2 separate regions of the Mus musculus genome follow, and region 2 is linked to region 1. Evidence: chromatin contacts called from public HiChIP or PLAC-seq data. All regions are on one chromosome and are shown on one strand. Each heading gives the region's core, a stretch centred on a gene start, on an enhancer-like site or on the middle of the called end of the contact. The rest is flanking DNA. Distances are from core to core; before and after follow the strand shown. Region 1 has its middle 16 kb from the start of Golga7b. Region 2 overlaps Hpse2 (heparanase 2).

Region 1 (6,934 bases), core at 3,260-5,759:
TGAAAGATGCACCCTTAGTTTAAAATTATCTTTTGGGCTAAGGATGTAGCTCAAGCACAGAGCATTTTCTCAGCATGTGAGAAGATCTGGGTTCCATCTCTAATACTGAAAAAAGAAAAGAACTCTTAAGATTTCTGAGATAAGCCCCTCTCCAGCAGGTTTCCTGGTAGATAAGAGTATGACTGGGCAGGGTAGTGAGGAGAAGCCAGGCTGGCCTGCAGGGGAGGACACCACAGCAGCAAAGGCTCGGCAGGAGATAGGCCTGCGCTCTGACCTCGGCTGGGAACACAGGTGACCCCAAGTTCCCTGCCTGTGGCCTCTAAAACTGACCTGACCTCTGAACTTTTTCAAATACACACCAGAGAGGCCATGAACTTCAGAAAATGTCAGAAGCCAGGATCCCAAAAGCACCATGATCAAATTACTAAACGGGGTGGGAGAAGGTTCACAGGCCTGCCTTCTCGGGTGGGGTTGGGAGAGCGCTCTCAGCGGTGAGAACGGTGGTTAGACAACAGAACTGGGGAGACTGTAACTAGCGGGGACAGCAGGGACAGAGTAAGCACGGGCCTTGGGGTCTTCCTGTCATTTGGAATCAGAGTCAACCCTCACCCTCTTCGTCCCACAATGTCAATGGCTCCTGTGACCTGCCTAACTAGTTGAGAATAGGAGTATAGGTCAAAACCCAGAAACAAGAAGTGAGACTTGGGCTTGCCCTGACATTACCAGCACACTGGGGAGTAAGGGACCATGGAGAGAGCCCCAGATAAGCAGCAGGGACCCAGGTTCAAGATCAGGCTTACACTCTTACTAGCTTTGTGGTATGTAAAGCTCACAAGGCTGCTCTGGTCCTCAGGTGGTCTCTTATTAACAGAGTATAAGCCTCACGACCCTAAAGGCTCTCCTGGGCCTGACTCTGAGTCTGCAAATTCTCCTCACAGCTGCTCATACACATCTGGATGTCTCCCTGTCTAGAGTAGTTTGTATCCAGGACAGCTGTAACTCAGGATCCTCAAGGGGTTCCTGGAAAACTGGACTAGGTAAGTACCAGAAGAACTTACCCAATATTGTGGGCAGGGATCCCCTCTGAGTTTCAGGTTGATCCTCTTCACCAGAGCCCTGGTTGGTCAGAACAAACTCATTATAGCGAGCTACAGCCATAGAGAAGCCAGGCTTATAGAGAGAGGCTCTTGCCTTGTTTCTGGCAGGTTCTAACACCCCCCTTACCTGCAGGGCTTTAGACAAGCCTGGACCACTAAATGAAGGCTCAGTTCTTGGGAGAAGCCAAGGCTCACATCCCACATCCCACTATTAGCTGCCTTTGCTGATCCCTTGATTTGTGCCAGGCCCGGCTAAAGTCCTCAGAAACAGTACTTCATGTAATCCTATAGCCTCGCTACCATACCCATTTTATAGATGAGCAAGCAGGTTACTGCGTGATTCAGCTAAGCAATAAAGTCAGGATCCAAGGCTGGTTCATGAATCTAAGTCTCCTCCTCTTTCCAGCAAGTCCCCCACCCCCACCCCCACCCCAGGTCTCTCTAAATGGTGCCTCACAGGCCTACAGGTCAACTGTCCACACCTTATAAAGAAGCATTGGGTCTCTTAAAGTTTCCAGAGGCAACACAGGACTCAGGGAATGTGTCAGAACACGGACACTCCAACAGGTCAGACCATAAGTCTGTGGAATGTAGCTTTTGGGGTTAGATTGGGGTGGAGACTGGAACTCTTGGGAGGAGAGAGGTCTCGGGGACACCAGCAACTGGGTGGCGCAGTCAGAGGGACCACAGGACTGTGCTTCATGCTTGGACACAGCCCAGAGAAAGGTCTGGAAAAAAAAACAGCTCCAGAAAAAGGGTGCGTAAGGTGGGAGGCTCGGTCAGAGTGCTCCCCCAGAGATGCAGCTGCAGGGGCAGCCTCGGCTGCAGCTCTGCTCCCAGCATCTAAGTCAGGCCACCCAGGCTGGAGGCTCCCAGGCCCTCAGATGCTTTGGGGATCTGGGGAATTCCTCAGGAATGAGATGGTGCATAGGCTGCCAGGCACCGCCCCCAGGACTCGGTGAGCCTGGAAGGGCGGGCGTGGAGGGGCTGTGTTTTGAAATAATCAGGAATATCTGCAGGGGAGGAGGCTGTCTGGAGCTCCTGTGATGCTGTGGAACCATCGTCCTGAATTGACTGAGATGCCTTAAGGCCCTAAGGGCCAACCCTACGCAGTAAGAGGAGGCTGGTTCAGCCTATCCCTCTGGGTTCCAGAAATAATTCAAAAATAACAACATGCATTCCTGAACACCGGCTCTGAGGTAGGGATAGAGTGAGACACAAAATAGACAAAAAGTCCTGCCCTCCTGGGCCTTTTATTCTAGTGGGAGAGACAAGTGAATAATAATAATAATAATAATAATAATAATAATAATAATAATAATAATAATAATGCATTAAGAGGGAAGAAAGCTGAGAAAAGGCAGGAAAGGAGCTGAGCCGAGGCGTGTCTGTTGCAGTATAAGTGTGTCTGCTTCATCTAAAGCTCATTTTCAATAGCGTGGCCAGAGGCAAAGGAAACAGCAAATGAAAGGCCCCAAGGCAGGAGCGAGTTCAAGGTGTAGCAAAGAGCCCAGTGTAGCTGGAGCTGAGCACTGGGGAACAGAAGCAGCGGACACAAAGGTACTGGAACAAGAATGCCCTGGAGACTTGTGGGCAGAGGGGGACACAACCCACCATGTGTCTAACACCCCCTCTTGCTACAGTGTTGCGAATAGGTAGAAGGAAACTGGGACCCCTTTATTCAATAGCAACATGCGGTTTTAATGGCTCCTCGCTGGAGGTACCTGCTTACTGTTGCTATCCAGTTTAAATCCCACAGCCCGGGGGTAAGGGAGGTTTATTCTTCCCATTTTTCAGTTAAGGAAACGGAGGCTCAGGGAAGGTCAGAAAGAAACACATCTATCCACCCTTCCCGATCTGACCTGTCTCACCCGTCCAGTCATGTCCCTTTCAGCTACCCCATCCTCAAAGAACATCTCCATCTGCCCAACTCTCCTTTCCGATCGTGGAGCTTTTCACAAATGCTGCCTCAGCCCTTAGAACGTTTTTCTCCTATACCCAGCTCCTGCATCTATCCCAACATATCCTCTGAGAGACCCCCTGGAGGGCTGTTTCTTGGGGCCCATCCCACATAGCTCAAACATGGCCATCCACTGCAGAAACAGGGAGTATTAACAGCCATCCCACTGCCAGGTTCCCACACAACAGGAGTGCACGGCTGGGGCCAGAGCTTGATGCCTCCGTTCCCCCAGCAATTGATTCCACACTGGTCTTGGGTTCTGGTCCTGCAGACAGCGTCAGACTATTCTAGGTTTCTTCAAATGTCTCCCGTGCACTTTCAATCCACTTCATGCTGACTTCATGATCATTTGAGCACATCCATTGGGCAGATCCATTCTGAGCCTTGGGCACATAGATGCCACGCACTTCAGGAGAATGGCTCTCATGAGTCAGGTGTGGTGATATGTGCCTGTAGTCCTAGCACTCAGAAGACTGAGGCAGGAGGGTCATGAGCTGGAGGCCAGCCTGGGCCACACAGTGAATTCTAGATCATCCTGGGCTATATAAATGAGACCCAGTCTTGAGAAAGAACTAAAGAAGAATTGGAGGCTGGTGTCCTTAAGAGAAGAGTATGGCACTGAGGGACCCTGGTGTGTTTAGTGTCATTAGACCCAAGTCCAAGGCCTGCTTCTCTTCTCTGCTACGGCATAGGCAAGTGATTGAAGCCATATCTTCACATATACTCTGGCCCAGACTATCTTCACATATATGCTGGCCAAACTATAGCTTCCCCTGTGAGTTCTGAAAGAACTGCAGACAGTATACTCTCACTGTTGGCCCAGCATGCCGCCTGCTCACCTCTCATCCCACTCCAGGTGTGCTTCAGGGCTGTCCTGAAGGGGAACACCTGGCCACTGTGCTCTTGAGAAACCTCAGACATCTCCCTTGGGTACTGAATGATCTGCAAAGGCCCCAAACAATAGGTCAACCAACCAGCCAAGCCTTGTTAAAATATGTTTCCAGTACAGCTCAGGCACCCGGAGACTCAGTAAATACCCTGGAGTCTAATTTAGAAAGGAGACTCAGAACTGACAATCCGGACATGGCCTTGCTGCTCACCACACTCTGCCCTCGCCTCTTACCAGCGAGGTTCTGAGTCCTCAGTTCTAGGTCACCCAGAGAACTTAGCACATACTAGCTCAGTTTGCCTAGTTAGGAAACCCTGAGGCTCCCAATAGAAAGCTGTGGTGTTGACACCATGACCGAGAGGAACAGACCTGCTATGGCACCTCTTCCAGGGCTGTCAAAGTTCCCGCCAGCATCCCAAGCTGTCCCAGAGTAGAGAGGCACTCTGTAGAGGACAGCTAGCAAAGCCTGGGTGCTCAAAGCCAGGCTCTGGGTGGACAGCCCATGCCACCGTATCCCGCTGGGTTATTTATAAAGTGTTTTCAGATGAGTCAGGCACACACTGCCCAGTAAGTACCTCAGAGAATGTGCCAGGAGAAATGCTATAAATAGCGTGGATTTCTGGGCTCCCACCGACCCCTAGCAGCCTACTTCTTGTAGAAAGGTAGGTAGGAGGATGGGGCGTGCGTTGGCCAGCCATTGTCATGACCCCAATAGCAACCTGAGGCCAGCAGGAACATGAGTCCTGGCAGGTTAGTCTGTGGGGACAGATGGGAAGCCCCAGGCTGGGGGAGAAGAGCCTTAGCCAGGCATTTTATAGACACAGACCTCAGCCCATTTCCCCACCCAGACTGACAGATGTGCCCGAGAAGGCAGCCTGCACCCTGGTTCCCCACACTGCCAGTTCGCACCTCTATTCAGAGTATACAGCTCTCCACCTCCAGAGTGGAGCCCAGAGACCAGCTATTTATATCTCTCTAGAAAGGGAGCCAGGGCCCCCAGCATCCCTGCTTCCTCCCCCTCTTGGCAGTTGCTAATTACTTCCTCAGCTGGGTGCAGCCTGCTACCCCTGGCTGAAGCCACCAGGAACAAATGCACCTGTGTTCACACCAAACATCCCAGGGAGGCTAGGCTCCCATATCCAGGCAGAGTGTGACCACCCAAGGCCTGCCTCTGGGGTCAGGACTCTATACCTATAACACCATTCTGTGAGTCTCAGAGGAGGGTCTTTAGGACCCACCCTGTTCTTGGTAGCCTCCATGCAAGCTAGAGGGTTAGCCTGCCATTCAGCCAACCTGCTGTGTGCCTGGCCCTGGGCTCAGCTCTGTGGGAAGAGGCAGGGAGGGCAGAGAGATGAATAAGCCTGCCCAACCGCCCCCGAGGGATGCAAAGACATAAACAACTCATTATGCAGTGGAGGAAGACTGAAGCAAGTGCTAAATTAAGGGACAAGCTGGGCACAGAGCCTGCAGGCCCATGGTTCTAGACTGTTTTTTTATTTCTTATAATAAGTAATTCATGATCATTTTTACAAAGAATCTGTATATGCAGACAAAAGAAAACTTATAACGTATTCATATACTATACTCATTATCCCATACCCAAAGGCAGCTATATCCAGGACTGTCACACTTCATTAAATGGAATCCAGATGGGTCTCAGATCTGAGGGTGGGGACCCTCAGCCTGGCTGTGAGATGGTCTTTAGAACACAGAAATTCATAAGAAACGAATAGAAGGGTTTCAATTTGGATAGTGTGACATAGTTATATGAAAATATTCAAATTGACATTGATGCCCAGAAAATGTATGGAAAGGCACACAGTAGGTCAGGGATTTAGCTCACTGGTAGAGCACCAGCCTAGCACAAGAGGCACTACACTGAATCCCTAGTACTGCAATCATAGTCACAGTAAATAATAAATTTTTAAGTCTATTTTTGTTCTGATTTTTTTTTTTTTGAGATGGGGTCTACCTACAAAGTCCTTACTGTCCAGGAAGTCGCAGAGATCCAGCTGCCTCAGCTTTCCAAGTGCTGGGATTAAAGGTATATACCACTACATCACCCAAGTATACTAGAAAATTGTGAAATGTACTCATTAAAGGGCAAATGAGTCAGTCTGGGAGAAAGAAGAGGGAGGAAATAAAGATACTTTTTTCCCATAGAAATTTCTTAATTTGAATTGTTACTATGTATATTAAATATGTTATATATATATATATATATATATATATATATATATATATATATATAAACAAGTTTTATATGTATATATATTAAAATGTCTCCCCTTTACAGTGCTGGAAGTCTAATCCGGGACCTGTGATGCTGGGCAAGCCTCTACCACAGAGTTACAGCCTTGTTACAATTACCCTGGTTATGAAACAAGGTTTCACTATATGGGGGGAGGGCTGATGTCAAAACCACAATTCTACTGCACCCCCCCCCCCCTGAGTGCTGAGATTACAGGCACGGGCTGCCACATCCAGCTAAATTACTTTTAAAACAATTTTGTAAGTTTTTACTAATTTTCAAGTTTTTCTACAGTAGATCATCTTTTCACTCAGAAGAATAGAGTCTTAAAAATAAAGAGAGCAGGCCAATGAGAGAGGGGGGTTTGAGGGTAAAAAATGCTTATCGTTCAAGTCTAATGACCTGAGTTCCCCTCTGGAATCCATGGGAAGAGAGAACTGCCTCTGGAAAGTTGTCCTCGGATCTGCCCACCTGTGCCATGGCACACACTTGCCGGCACTCACGCACACTTCAGGGACACACATACCCATGCTACTGATACATTGAGATTAAATAACAAGAGATAATTATTCTTTGGAACAGTGTGACAGAATTAGTATATGACCCAACAATTGCACTGCTTAGTTTATGCTCAAAAGAACTGCAAACAAGATCCTCAGTTAGGCAGTTGTTCACACATATTCAGTAACAGAGCCAATAACCAAGAGGTAGAAAAAGATGTCCATCAAGGGCCAATG
Region 2 (6,509 bases), core at 3,870-6,369, 550 kb before region 1:
CCCAATATTTGGATAGTTTAGATACCCTCGGCAATTCACGGAAACTGGGAATCTAAGAGAGATAGCTCAGCTTTGGCTGGGCCACTTAGTGTTCTGTTGAAAAGTCATGACCCATGGAGGAAGATGGTGATAAAGACAGGATGATAAGAACGGCAAAGAAAGAAATGAGATCTGGCGAGCACCACCCGAAACTCAGGCAGACAACATGAAATAGGAGGAGGCAGTCAGCGACAGCCCTGGCTTACCTGCTTATTAGTTCTGTGACCCTGCCGATGCCACTTAACCTCTCTGACCAGGTCTCAGTGTGCTGTTACAAAAATAACAAAGTTTTCATATTGCACGGGGGCTTTAGCCCTGTCACGAAGGGAATCCCTGCACGTACCAGGCCTGCCTCTTCCTGGCTCTGTGACTCAGATAAGTTTTAGGCCCTCTAGACTTTGTTCATGTGGAACACAAGGCTGCTGCATGCCTGGATTGAATGAGCCCAGGCAAAGCAAATCCAAGAATCCTGCCTTTCACACCAAAGTGTTTCACAATCCATGACCCTTTCTTTCAGCACTGATTGGATTGCAAACGTGCCGATTCCTCTCTGTATACAGCTGAAGGACGGTGTTGCCTTTAGCATGATGTGATTTCACTGGGTGATAAATATTAAAAACAAACAAACAAACATAAGCAGAGAGAAGAGGACAAAAGCGGTGCTAAAGCACATTGTCCCTCTCTTAACAGAGGAAAAGGATAAAGACTGTGAGGACTCAAGGTCTCAAACAGCCTCGCCCACAAAGCCAGGAGACCTCCATACAGATCTCTACTCTTCATTTTTCTTTCTTCTTTTCTTTTCTTTTCTTTTCTTTTCTTTTCTTTTCTTTTCTTTTCCTTTCTTCTCTCTTCTTTTCCTTCTTTCTTTCCTTCCTTCCTTCTTCCTTCCTTCCTTCCTTCCTCTCTTTTTTTTGATGAAAAACACTAGCAGTGATCAATGCCCTCCCATCAAGTGGGAATAAGGTGTCTGGTGAGTGTGAGAAACATCGATAATTCAGATCTTATCTAACATCTCCACTGAGAGGCAGAGTAATTGCTAGTTAATAGAATCTATGAAGGCACTCTCTGCAAACCTCCAGGGAGCCTCTCTAGGGCACAGAAACTAATGGGGGAAGCCTAGAAATTTTGCAAAGGGTCTCAAAGACCATTTACTTATTCCTCCCAAAAAGAAATGTTGATTTCCTGCCTTACACCTCCGCAGCACTGTGAGGGACAAAGCCACGAATCACTCCACATAGAGAAAGGAGGGAGGGCGAAGCTAAGAGAGCCTCATCCACGGGTTAGAAAAGGAAACAGCCAGGCAGACCTGAGGACCCCTCACCACCAGCCTGAGAGTGGAGGACGGGCAGCTGCCCAAGGACCCAGAAACAAACTGCCAGTCAGTTGATTTGCACACACTGGAGGGGACAAATGCCGAACCTTCTCACACCAGTCTTTATCATAAAGTCTCCTCCTTGGGCTGGAAAGATGGTTCAGTGGTTAGTGGTGCTTGCTGCTCTCCCAGAGGACCAGCTTTGGTTCCTAGCACCCAAATCAGGCAGCCCACAGCCAGATGTAACTCTAGCATCACTGATACTATCAGCCTCTGAGAGCGGCCCACACACAGCATGCTATAGATATGTATTCACATAAGTAAAAATGTAGTTATCTTTTCAAGAATGGCAAAAAAAATGTCTTCCCAAAATAATAATAATTTTATAACAGTTTTAAGTGAACCTGTACCTTATTAATCTCAACCATGGCCCCTGAGTATTATTTATTTATTTATTTTGTTTTGGGGGGGTTGTTTGTTTGTTTGTTTGTTTGAGACAAGGTTTCTCTGTGTAGCCCTGGCTGTCCTGGAACTCACTTTGTAGACCAGGCTGTCCTCGAACCCAGAAATCCGAGTGCCTCTGCCTCCCAAGTGCTGGGATTAAAGGCGTGCGCCACCACCACCCAGCGGTCCCCTGAGTATTTTAATCCCACTGTACATACCTGCTTAACACTTTCCTCTGGAAAAAAAAATGTACTCCATCTATATGTAAGGCATTTTAAAAATTTTAAACCACCTCTGCATATGTATGTGTTGATGACATCCACACATTAACTGCTCGTACCCCACCTGCCCCTGCGGTCCTCAGCTGGACTCAAGCCTGGAGTTCCCAGGACTGAAAGTAGAGAAGTAGCCAGAGTCAGTGTCATACGGGAGGGGTGGGAGGTGCCAGGCATGAGGTGCCAACAGAGGATCTATAAGCAGGAGGCACAGAGGCATGCTACGAGAGGCAGGTTCTGGGCCGTGGTGACAGGGATGAAGGCGAAACACAGCAGACTTGGCAAACATTGAAGGAGGAGTGGGTTTGACTCTGTGGCATTGGCTGTGGGGGCTGGGGAAGGCATCTCAGAAGAATCCCAGCTTTCTACTTGTGTGACTGGCTAAATAGCGGCTGCCACTATCATAGATGTGCTTAAAAGTAGAAATACAGGCAGGGTTTGAACTGGACCATGCGCCTTTGAAGCTTCTGTGAGGCTGCTAAGTAGAAGCACCTAAGTCCAAAGGAAGGGCCTGGGTGCAGATATGGCCTCGGGAATCAATGACTCGTGAATGGTCATGGGTGTGGGTAACACCCCCTACAAGGAGCCCATGGTCTAACAAGAGCCCAGGGACAAAACATGGGACTCTGCGTCTGGGTAGCTGGAAAGAAAGGGATGGCTCCCATCAACAGGAAGCAGCGTCCAGAGATGGTAGAAAACCAAGAGGGAGGAAAAAGAACAGCGGGACCCAGGGGAGGGGTGCCCTGCAGAAAAGGGCGATGGGAAACTCAGTTCCACAGAGAAGACAAGGACCACCAGGAGCAGAGAGGTCCACAGTGACCATGAGAACAACAGCAGGCACGCCTCCCAGTGCCGGGCTCTTAGTTCATCTCATTCACACTGTAGCTGTGGGATATTCCAACAGGCTCAGAAGCTTCCAGGCAGAGCAGGTAAGGGGCTTGTCAGTCAGCCCCGAAGTACTGACCCAGCTCCTAAAATTGGAGATTTCGGTCCAGGGTCATGACCACGCTCCCGGTTCTGGCTATAACCCACGATGAGGAGATGCAGGAGGGGCTGGTGCGGAGCAGTGACTGTTGATGGCTGAGCATTTGCTTATCACACTACGTTCTGCACTTCCCAGAACCCAGGGGCATCGGTACTCTGGCAGCATCTCTATCTAGAGCGTGTAACCTAAATCCTTGCTCTTAAAATCTATGTATAAGGAAGACTGAGGTTTGCAAGCAGAGAGGTAGTATGCATTTGAGTATGCTTTCGAAGGTTAATTCGTGTTATCGGCCACCTGGTTACTGGATACCCACACCACCTGAAATAAAATAAAATAAAATAAAATAAAATAAAATAAAATAAAATAAACTACAAAAAAATAGAACCTGCCCGAGGCTTCTTTGGGGTCTGGACCCTTCCCCAGCTGCCCCTCCAGTAGACAGACTGTCTTCACATGAGGAAGCAAAGGTTCACCTGGCATTTGGAATCAAGAGCGTCTTCCATATTTGATGAAGTCAATACTGACTTTCAGTCCATTCTCCCTCCCCACACCATCCCGAGGTGGACCTGACTGTTCACTCCGGAGTCTGCTGCTTGCTCCCTCACTCCTCCGTCACTCCAAGTGGAGAGTGGGCGCTCCCTCTGCTCTGATGGAGCTGGACTCAGCCCAGGTCTTCCCCCATGGTTCCAGGCCTGCAGCTCTTCTGCCCCGCTCTTCATTGGATGCCGCTTACAGCCCATTTATCTCTGGGAGTCCTCTGCTTGATCAAGCACGGGTCCAATTATCTCTCTCTAAACCTGTCTGTCCTTCATGATGCAGAAGGAACAGCAAACAGAGGTCTCTATCTCAGGTGTCACAATGGAGGTTGAGCGAAGACCAAAGATAGCTTGCACTGCATGATGCTGGTTATATGACAGTGATGTGCAACCGTATTTCCAGCTGACGACCTGATTTGAATTTTTCTTCCGATCCACATACCCGAGCAGTGTCAGGAAGAGATGAGAAGCTGTGGGATTCCGTACCTTAAGCCAAAGATGGCTGCCATTTCCTTCAGTCTAACATGAGCTATTTGTCTTTTCAAAGTTTGCTGTGGATGCAGTCCCCTTTCTATGAGCTGAAAATGTCTAGTTACACAGAAAGAATAAAAAGAACCAGGAGATGTGAGTGAGGTCACACGTGTCCACATTGCCACCACCGGCTTTCTTGTTACTGCTACAGTGCAAACATCTATTATGTATCAAATATGAAACTCATTCTTAAACTTGAAACATTGGAGCTATCGGTTTGTCTTTGTCATTTCAGAATAATTCTAAACAAGTTGCGTGTCAGTTCTCTTACCTCAGCATGCAAGTATATGATAATGAATCCCCTCTTTCCCCTGCTGTAGGTCAGTGCAGCTCAATGGCCAGCCCTTAGTGATGGTGGACGACGGGACCCTTCCAGAACTGAAGCCCCGCCCGCTGCGGGCCGGCCGGACATTGGTCATCCCTCCAGTCACCATGGGCTTTTATGTGGTCAAGAATGTCAATGCTTTGGCCTGCCGTTATCGATAAGTCACCCTCTGTTCCTGAGCTACTGGTGGGCCTGCTGGACTGCTCTCTGCTCTTCCACACACGTAGCGTCCTTATTCCTCAGACACCTTCTTTAGCAACCAGCCTCTACTCCCATGCTGCTGGGAGCAACATAGACTCTCCAAAGGGAGTCTAACCGTCATAGTGTGAGCTTAGTCTAGGTAGGTGGCATCTGTCCGTAAGGAAAAGGTAGACATCCTCTGGTGTGTCTGTTTACGCATGGACAGCTGACAGCAAGCTTCCAGAGCAGTGTTTGCAAACCAGCTGCCTGCGGTCCTGACCACACAGCAATGTAACTAACTGTAAAGCCCAGGCCCTAGCCTATGGCTGCTGCCATCAGCAGAGGATGGGGGAGGAAGAGATGGGGGTGCAACTCTAATCCTCTTGTAACTCCTCCTTTGTCTGTTTCCTGCTGCTGCCTCGGGTTTCCTGACACCTCTCTTCCCATAGGGAGCTAATGGGTGAGTCAGCTCTGGCCTGCTGGGTGAGCTGTTTATATAATTTCCTGGCTGATGTATGAGTGCGTGCATCTGGGTTTCTGACAGTGGCATCCATCACTGCTGGTCCTCTGGGAACGGGTGCTTCGCAAGTAGAATGACAGTCATACTCTAAAGTTCTATTCCTCTGGGGATCTAGATTCCCTCCAGCTCAGAATGGGGGTCAGGTAACAATATTCACTGAGTGGAGAGCAATGTATTAGGCTCCACAAGAAGAAATCATCATTCTTTATGCTGCTGGGAGGGAGGGAGTTGTAGTACAAAGAAAAAGCACACGGAAACATCAAACCCAAGTGTGCGCGAGCACACACACACACACACACACACACACACACCAATCCAACAAAGCAATTTAGACCTTGCCCTCAAACTGAAAGGATTTCAAAGACTCAAAACAGTAAGAAGGCCTTAGTTGTCTGGTTGACCAAAAACCATTTAGAAGAAGAAAGTATCAATGAAGTCACTGCAGACAGTCGAACTTTTCTGTCTCTTCCCAAGTAGCCGAGTCTTAGTGCATTTTAGGGAGAAAGCTTGAAGGTGACCAGTTCCACCCTACCCCAGGTGGGTGTGCTTACGCATGGTGCAAAGTCTTCTGTTGGCTCTATTAAGGAAGGATGGGAAACTGGTCTGATAGCAAAACAGATGAATGCTATGTGGAGGGCTTCTGAGTTGGGCAGGCAGGAGAGGGACTTAAAGCCCACGCCTGGGACCTTTATTTGGCAACAGGGTATGGGAGTCTTTGGAAGCAAGTTGCAGTCACACGGACTTTCTGTGGACATGGCTGACCTCAGGAAAAAAACAACGTGAATGATGCTGCCTTCAAGGAGAAAGAGGACCCTTGACTCTCCTGGGTACCAGATAAGTCAGGGACACTGTTTTGGTGTGAATAGACAGGCCTGGGGGAGCAGCAGAGGTGTGCCTAAGATGCCTGAAGAATAAGGGCTTAGTCCTGTTTGCAAAGTGAGAGACAAGAGGAAGGTTAGACCGCAAGGTGCCCAAGACTTTCAGCTTGGAGAGCTGGGGATTTGGTAGAGGGGAGCCACCCATCTGATTCTCCCTATAAGGAAGACAGTGGGATTGGACTTTGGGGTGCTTATTTTCAGTACAGAATGAGCATCACACAGCAGATACACTAGGGCATGCAAGGGCAGAGGACTGAAGACAGGCTGGACCCAGCAGCATCTGGAAGGGTGGCCCATGAGACTGCTCACCCAGAGAGGCTCCCAGGGAGCTTCCCTTCTCAGGCACCTTCCATGGAAGCCCAGCATAGCACTGGAGGTCGGAGGGGAGGGAGGAAGGGAAGGAGGGAAGAAGGAAGAGAAAAGACAAACAGGTGGACCAAAGTCAGGAAGAATGTGGGAGGATGGGAAAGGAGACAGATGGGTT

What was found. HiChIP or PLAC-seq counts read pairs in DNA pulled down with a chosen protein or histone mark.
Region 2: a FOXA1 HiChIP or PLAC-seq map of pancreatic cancer cells shows a contact between it and region 1. The contact joins two enhancer-like sites. A contact is called at or near these places in 6 of 39 promoter capture datasets (the 3T3-L1 cell line, the HPC-7 cell line, cranial neural crest and 3 more), 5 of 115 datasets of contacts at active chromatin or transcription factors (the NIH/3T3 cell line, embryonic stem cells, large pre-B cells and 1 more) and 1 of 9 other capture datasets (adipose tissue).

Annotation. Positions count from the first base shown.
Region 1 is chr19:42,236,131-42,243,064 of GRCm38.p6, reverse strand. No RefSeq gene overlaps it. Among named protein-coding and RNA genes, the nearest start is that of Golga7b, 16 kb to the left of the region's middle. Within about 2 kb of position 4,509, at least 57 of the 459 cell types and tissues checked have an H3K27ac peak or open chromatin away from gene starts, as enhancers often do. A contact at or near this core is called in pancreatic cancer cells, where this site is marked.
Region 2 is chr19:42,787,046-42,793,554 of GRCm38.p6, reverse strand. It overlaps Hpse2 (heparanase 2), which reads left to right. Exons shown (of 12, transcript NM_001081257.2): 12 at 4,443-4,960. The coding sequence ends at 4,608. Among named protein-coding and RNA genes, the nearest start is that of Hps1, 10 kb to the right of the region's middle. Within about 2 kb of position 5,119, at least 14 of the 459 cell types and tissues checked have an H3K27ac peak or open chromatin away from gene starts, as enhancers often do. A contact at or near this core is called in pancreatic cancer cells, where this site is marked.